Linked DNA regions of Hordeum vulgare: region 2 is linked to region 1. A link is a contact called in public Hi-C data. All regions are on one chromosome and are shown on one strand. Each heading gives the region's core, a stretch centred on a gene start, on an enhancer-like site or on the middle of the called end of the contact. The rest is flanking DNA. Distances are from core to core; before and after follow the strand shown.

The links. Hi-C and Micro-C count contacts between places; a contact is called where the count stands out from the background.
Region 2: a Hi-C map of leaf shows a contact between it and region 1, with 2.7 times the contacts expected there. The contact joins the promoter of LOC123430886 here to the promoter of LOC123427909 in region 1. A contact is called at or near these places in 2 of 6 Hi-C or Micro-C datasets (leaf and seedling).

Annotation. Positions count from the first base shown.
Region 1 is chr2H:619,950,017-619,953,577 of MorexV3_pseudomolecules_assembly, forward strand. It overlaps LOC123427909 (RNA-binding protein L-like), which reads left to right and starts at 1,918. Exons shown (of 7, transcript XM_045112051.1): 1 at 1,918-2,368; 2 at 2,872-3,331. The coding sequence starts at 2,021.
Region 2 is chr2H:620,080,335-620,083,895 of MorexV3_pseudomolecules_assembly, forward strand. It overlaps LOC123430886, which reads left to right and starts at 1,543. Exons shown (of 5, transcript XM_045114717.1): 1 at 1,543-1,716; 2 at 2,412-3,451. The coding sequence starts at 2,473.

The DNA of each region.
Region 1 (3,561 bases), core at 668-3,167:
CGATACAAAGGTTTCATATTAAACATTTATTCATTTAGGATAAACCTGGACATGGGCAGCCCGGTCCAAAACATCCGGCCCGACCCTGTTCCGGTCGGGTTCGAGCTTGAAAACTAGGCTCGGCCTTGAAAATATAACCATTTTACATGGAGGCCCGACCCAGCCCGTCCGAAATTCATCTTTTTAGTCCATTTAGATCAGGTTCAGGCTTGAATATTTCTTTTGGCCGGGCGAGACCCGGCTTGGGATTTGGATTTCTAGTTCGTGCTTACTAAAGCCCGGCATGGGATATGCCCAAGTTTAATTTAAGGTAATCTTAGTTAAGCTTTCGTCGTGCTGAAATCTGGTGTCAACATGATTCAAACCCTTTTTCTGGGTACAAACAAACTTTTTTTGCATTGCACCTCGTATGAGAAATTCTGAAAAATAAAATTTTCTTATGGCATCACAATGATTGGCTCATATTCCTCGTGAGGATGCTAGTTGCGGATTACCCCTTTTCCAGCTGTCATGAATGTGCATCACTGTTCTTTGTGATATGACAAAATCCTTTGTATTTCCGTTTGGAAAAGTCCCCTTTTAGCGAAAGTGCCAGCCGTATATGTCTTCTCTTGTGTCAAAATCAATGGAGAAACGTCTCTAAGAGCATCCCTAGCATATAGCAGATCGCCAAAAGTTTTATTTAGAAAAAATACTTTTCAAAGGGATCAAGGTCTATCTTTTCTTAACACAATGCATGCACATACGTTCATATACAAGCAGATACACCTTATCCCTATGAGCACCTCCAAAAGACCGAGCCGACATATTATCTTGAGATTTACAAAGTAATTATAGGCGTCTCGTCGCTGATGGAAACACCCCCTTTCACTGAATGCACATCGCTGAAAATTCCGAAAAAAATACAGGAATAAATGCGAGCACCAGAACTTGAAACATAGTGGACTGTAAATACCACAGTCTCTCTAATCATCCAACCACATATTGGTTTACGATTAAGACCTATCTAGAAGATCTCTCAAACCAATAATTTATTTTTTGAATACGGTACCCATACAAATACTTACATACATATGCATACACTAAACCCTATGGACACACACTCTTCTCTATGAGCACCTTCAAGATATTAAACCGGCACGGCATATTGAGATTGACGAAGTTGCCACATATGTATTCGTAATCGATGAAAGCATATATTCACACTGAAACACACATTGTCAGAAAGGTTAAATAAATTTAGAAAAATGCGACCAACGGTGTAGGACTTGAACCCTAGTGGGTTGGTTCCAACATGGGGAATGAACCTTAACCCACCGCTTCGCAGTCAACCCCCGTGGCTAGAACCGTTCCACCCCGCATCCCTCTCGCACACCTTTCCTCGCCCACCGACGTCGAAATCTTCCTTTTCGCCACCGGCGAGGCCGCACTCGCGTAACTCTGCCCGTTAGCCACCTAGGTCCATTTTCATCGAGAAAATCAACCCGTCCAGCCTTGGAGATCATGGCATACGAAGGTGAAGCACAACTCCTAGGCCGCCGATGGCACCGGAATCGAGGAACGAGACCGCTGCCACCACCCCCTCTCACCGTCCCGACACTCCAGCCGTGTGTTAGGGGTCAAAGCAATTTATCCTTGTACTTTGATGATCAAGTGTGTGTGCTTGTTTTGATTCATGAGAACCTAGTTGTTTTGTCTCTGAAAAAAAAAGCTTCTCCATCTGTGCCAGCGAAGTTTTTTTTTGTGTGTGTGTGTGTGCAGAAAACAAAGAGAGTACGTGGACAAAGCGGACAAGGACGCCAGTTCAATTCCGGAAGAGAAAAGGGAAGAAAAAAAAAGGAAAAACAGGACACGGGCAGCGCGGTTTGCCCGCCCACGGTAATAAAAAAGGAGAGCCGGAACCCCTGTGCGCGCCGCGGACGAATCTCAGCCCTGAAATCCCCATCCCCTCCCCCGCACCCGTCCGTCTCCCTCCCCTCTCTCCCTAGGGTTCGGGCCTCTCCTCCCCTCTCCTCTCGCCATGATGCAGCCACCGCCGCCGTCGCAGCCGCAGCCGGGCATGGGCGCCCCCATGCCGCCGCAGGGCGCGGGAGGGCAGCCGCCGCACTGGGGCGCGATCCCGCCGCCGATGCCGCACTACGCGCAGCCGCCCCCGCAGCAGCAGCCGCCGCCCCAGGCCATGTGGGGCCAGCCGCCGCCCCAGGCCGCGCCCTACGGCCAGGTGCCCGCCCCGCAGCAGTACTACGCCGCGCCGCAGGCCCCCGCCGCCCCCGCCGCCTCGGACGAGGTCAGGACGCTCTGGATCGGGGACCTCCAGTACTGGATGGACGAGAACTACATCTACAGCTGCTTCGCCAACACCGGGGAGGTACGTGCCCCGATCTGACGCCCGATTCGTTCGGCACGTCGGTCCGACGCGAGATTTGCTTCGGCTCGGCTTGCCCTGTTGGATGTACGCGTCGCGGGTCTAGATGTAATCGGTTAGGGATTTAGTTGTGATGGTAGAACTGCGAGACGAGTTACTTTGTTGTGAATTATGTCTTCGTTACAGGGAAAAAAATCCAAGCTTTAGCTGATTTAGCTGTTGTTCTGGAGCAGTTGCGTGTTTTGGCACGGTTGCATGATTGGTGTTGTGAAGACTAAAGCTGTCAACTGCATCTTGCGAAATTGAAAATTCTCTAGTTAACTGAACTATTTGTTTTTCTGCTTATCATGTACCTTTTGCACTGTGTCTTGTGAAATTAAAAATTCTCTAGTTAACTTGAGTATTTGTTTTTCTGCTTATATACCTTCTGCACATCTGTGCGTCTGTTCTGCAGACCATCTATTATATGTAAAGTTGCTAAAGATCATCTTTTTGTTAATTTGCAGTTCCAATCTGTGAAGCTTATCCGCGACAAGCAGACTGGGCAGCTTCAGGGTTATGGCTTTGTCGAGTTTGCAAGCCATGCAGCTGCTGAGCGAGTTCTTCAGACATTCAATGGACAAATGATGCCAAATGTTGAGTTGGCATACAGACTGAACTGGGCCAGTGCTGGCGAAAAGCGTGATGATACCCCAGACTATACAATTTTTGTTGGGGACTTGGCAGCTGATGTTACAGACTACATGTTACAGGAGACATTCAGGGTCCATTACCCTTCAGTGAAGGGCGCAAAAGTTGTGACTGACAAGATGACAATGCGTTCAAAGGGTTATGGGTTTGTCAAGTTTGGTGATCCCACAGAGCAAGCTCGTGCCATGACTGAGATGAATGGAATGCCCTGTTCTTCCAGACCTATGCGCATTGGTCCAGCAGCAAATAGGAAGACAACAGGGGTTCAGGAGAGAGGTAAATGTGGTGAATCTCATGTCACTGCAAATAGCTATTTGCTATTACATGTATACATTTACTTCTCATGCATACTTGATTGCTATGCTTAAGTTCATGTTGTTCTACTTGTTTGTGTCTGAACAATAAAAGCTAGGTATTACCCTTTTTTTGCATGCAAGAAGACATTCTTCATTAGTAGTATAATGGTTTAATGATAAATAAACTATAGTAACTCATGGTATCTGGAG
Region 2 (3,561 bases), core at 293-2,792, 130 kb after region 1:
GGGGTTGACAGTTACTCCTATTGGTTCGATAAACCTTGGTTTTCTACTAAGGAAAATACTTACCTATATTGTGCTTCATCACCCGTTCCTCTTCACGGAAAACCCAATGCAGATCACAAGTATCAACCTGGTGACTTGAATTGGTACAAGGCAATGTAAAAAATTGGGATCATTTAACAGATGCTAGAAAATATGCCCTCAAATTGTGCATTCTAGCCTACCCGAACAACCTCGTTGTTGAGCAGTGTGTTTCTAGGAAATCCTTGAAATGACCTCCAAGTTTTTCCACCAGATGGGATGCCCATGGTAGGCATTCATATGCTAGGTTTGAATGACTTCCGACACCGTATGCATGTTCTCACACGTCCGACCATGTATCAGCCTTTTTTCAACGAGAAAAATAAAGAAAATGTAAAAGTTATGGAAAACACAAACAACTTCGTATGGTGACTTGAATTGGTCAAAGAAGGCATGAAAAAATTGGAATAATTTCATGAATGTCGAGAAATAACATGATCTCACACAGAGTCTTTTGGCCTTCGTAGACATCCTTCGTTGAACATGGCCTATTTATAGACATTATTGAAATGACGGCAACTTTTGCAGAATGGAAGACCCGTGAAGTTTATGTGAATGAGTGCTTCAACTTGCTGTTGAATGGAAGTGTGTGCATGATAGAATAGCTCAACAGAGAGAAAGGAAGACCTTGGAGCAATGAAAAAAGGCAGCTGAAGGATGGATCAAAGCTAATGTTGGCAGTGCTATGGCAAAACATAAAAAATCGGGAGGGGAGGGGGTGTCCATAGGGATGACCATGGCAAGTTCCTTGTAGGCGCATGCCATTTTTCCCCTTCCGTTCATGATACTGAGGTGGCGGTGTTGTTGGCGTGTCGGTGGGCCCTTATTTTTGCGAAACAACTTAACATCTACAAGGTTATTCTTGAGACAAACTCCCAAGTACCGGTAAGCAAGATTAGAAACAGACAAAGGTATTTCTCTACAAATAGGCAGCTAGTCGACGAGGTTAAAGAGTTACTTCACTATTTTTTTGAGTTTAGGGTTGCTTTGGTACGATGATTAGCTAATAAAGTCGCACATGTCCTAGCTAGGAGGGGTGTACTTAGTCGTTGTGTAAACCCCTGGGTCCGCTTGTCTCCCGAGTGTGTTAGCTCGGAGATCATTCATGAACTTTGAATAAAACAACAACGTTCCCCTAAAACAAAAAAGACAACCAAACACCCAAATAATCATTTTCATAGTAGTATAAAAAATAATAGTTCAGCAGATTTTAGGAACCAACTGAAAGCAAAAAAAAAAAAAAAAAGAGAACAAGATGGCCCTCCTTAATTATGGCCTGCAGAGAACAGTCGGCCCATGTGGTATCCACCCACGTCCGCGGGCCGGACAACGGCAGGTGGACCTAGCAGCGCCACCAGTCCCCCCGCTTCCTCCGCAGCCAGCCACGATTTGTATGGTGCGGCGGGGCGAGGCGAGGCTGCCTGCCGTTTCAATCGAGCCACATCGTCCGCCCCCCGCCCCCTCCGATCCCCCGCCATTCCCTTCCCCCCACATCGACGAGAACCCTAGCCCCCGAGCTCCTCCGCCCCCCATCCGCAGCTTCCCTTCCTCCGCCTCCTCCCCCGCCAGCGGACTCGTCGCGATCATCTCTCCTCCCAGAGGCGACGGCGCGCGCGCGGAGAGGACAAGATTTCAGGGGTAATCGCGCACTCCCATCTGTATAAGCCTGCGCCTCGCCCAACTGCGTCGCTTGTTTGCTTGCTTGTTCCGGTTTTATTTTTCCGAGGTCGTTCGATCGGTTCTCCGAGACTCTCGGATTGGCTCGGCGTTCCTCTGTTTTGCTCCGTATTGCTCTGCCCCCATGATGCGTTGGGCCGTGCCACATGGTGGGACGAGATGGGATGGGATGGGAATGATTTTCTAGATTGACCGGGATATTGGTTCGATTTTTTTTCTAAGGCTCTGGTCGTGTCGGATGGGATTTCGATACGAATTGGCAAGTTAGATGTCAGCATCAAGCGTTTTATGTCCAGGACATGTACGTATGTTCTAGGAGCTCACTGTTTAGAATTTAAGATGTGTGCGTAGGCTTCAAGCCACTCGGTGAGGTCTTGCGCAAGGAAAGTATTTTTTTTTTAATGTGGGATATATTAGGTTTCTTTTATGGAAAAATATGGCTTGTAAGTTTGTAGCAGCATCCAATTGACTGGCTTGTGTACACTTGTATTGTCAAGATGCAGTTTAAATCATTGATTGCAAACTGTAGCCATGTGGCTTCTGAAAACAGTGTCATGAGAAAACTGCCTTTTTTTCCATTCAGTTATTGGCACAGTTCTTGCCTCCTTTGTAAAGAAAAACTGTTGTTCTGATTCAAGATAAATTCAAACCAACAGGGTAGTCCCAGCACTCTTGGGTGCAGTTGTAGCTGCAAAAGGTTGAAGCAAGCCAGTAGAGATGACATCAGAAGGGAATAAAGCTGCTGCGCCTAATGAACCGCTGCCCATTGAGCCACCCGCAAGCTCTGGCACAAAGCGTAAGCGTGGTCGCCCAAGGAAGTACGAGTATTCTACATATGAACAACCTCACATGGCACAGCCCGTTCAGAGCATTCCACCTCTTCGCAGCGCATTGTATAACCCAAATATCCGACATGATGGGGTGCACATTAACCACCCGTTAGGTGGTACTCTTGACACTAAAATGCATACAGTTCATGTGCTGCCTGCACAGCAGACTCAGGGTTATAGGCCCAGCCGACCTGTAGATTCTGGTACTACAGTCAAATTTCGTGAAAATCAAGCCTCCAACAGTAGCAGTGCTCATGTGCGAGGCAATGTAGGCAAGGATGTTATCGTTGGCAAGCATTTTGTTGGAAAGATGACCAAGCAATGTCCTGGGTTTTCTCTTATCACGGTGAGAGTGAAGGACAATCAGGTGCTCAGAGGTTGGATCCCAGATGAAACTAACCTACGCCCAATAACACCGAAGGATGATCTTGCCCCTGACCTCCCCATGCTCCAGCCAAGTCAACTTCAGAAGAAAGCATCTGCAATCCACAGACAAGCTGCTCCTCCCTTACCAGTCCACTTGGAGAATGTTACAATTGCAAAGCCTCTTCAGATGAGGAGGCCTGTGGAGACATCTACTCTTAAGTTCATCATCCCTCCTCCCGCTCCAAGACCTTACGTTGGCTCTGGGGTTGTTGCAGCAGCACCTGTTTCGATTATATCTGGGAATGTATCAAGGCCTTTGCCTAAGCAAGACACTGGATCTTTGAGCCAAGAACCATCAGCTACTGTGGTGCCAGTTAAATCCGCTCAACCTGTATTAGTATCATGCAGACACGTGGATCAAGATGTGCATGTTGAAGGAAAATCTGTCCCTGAGTTTAACAGTGATTCTGAATCTTCAAGTGGAAGCAAGGACTCATCAGGTATGCTGAAGTTCAGATCAAAACCACATTGACCTGAAATCCTAATCTGTCTTTCCCCAGGACAAGTTCAGAAACTTGTCAACCCTGTCTGTTATGCATGACTCAGGAAA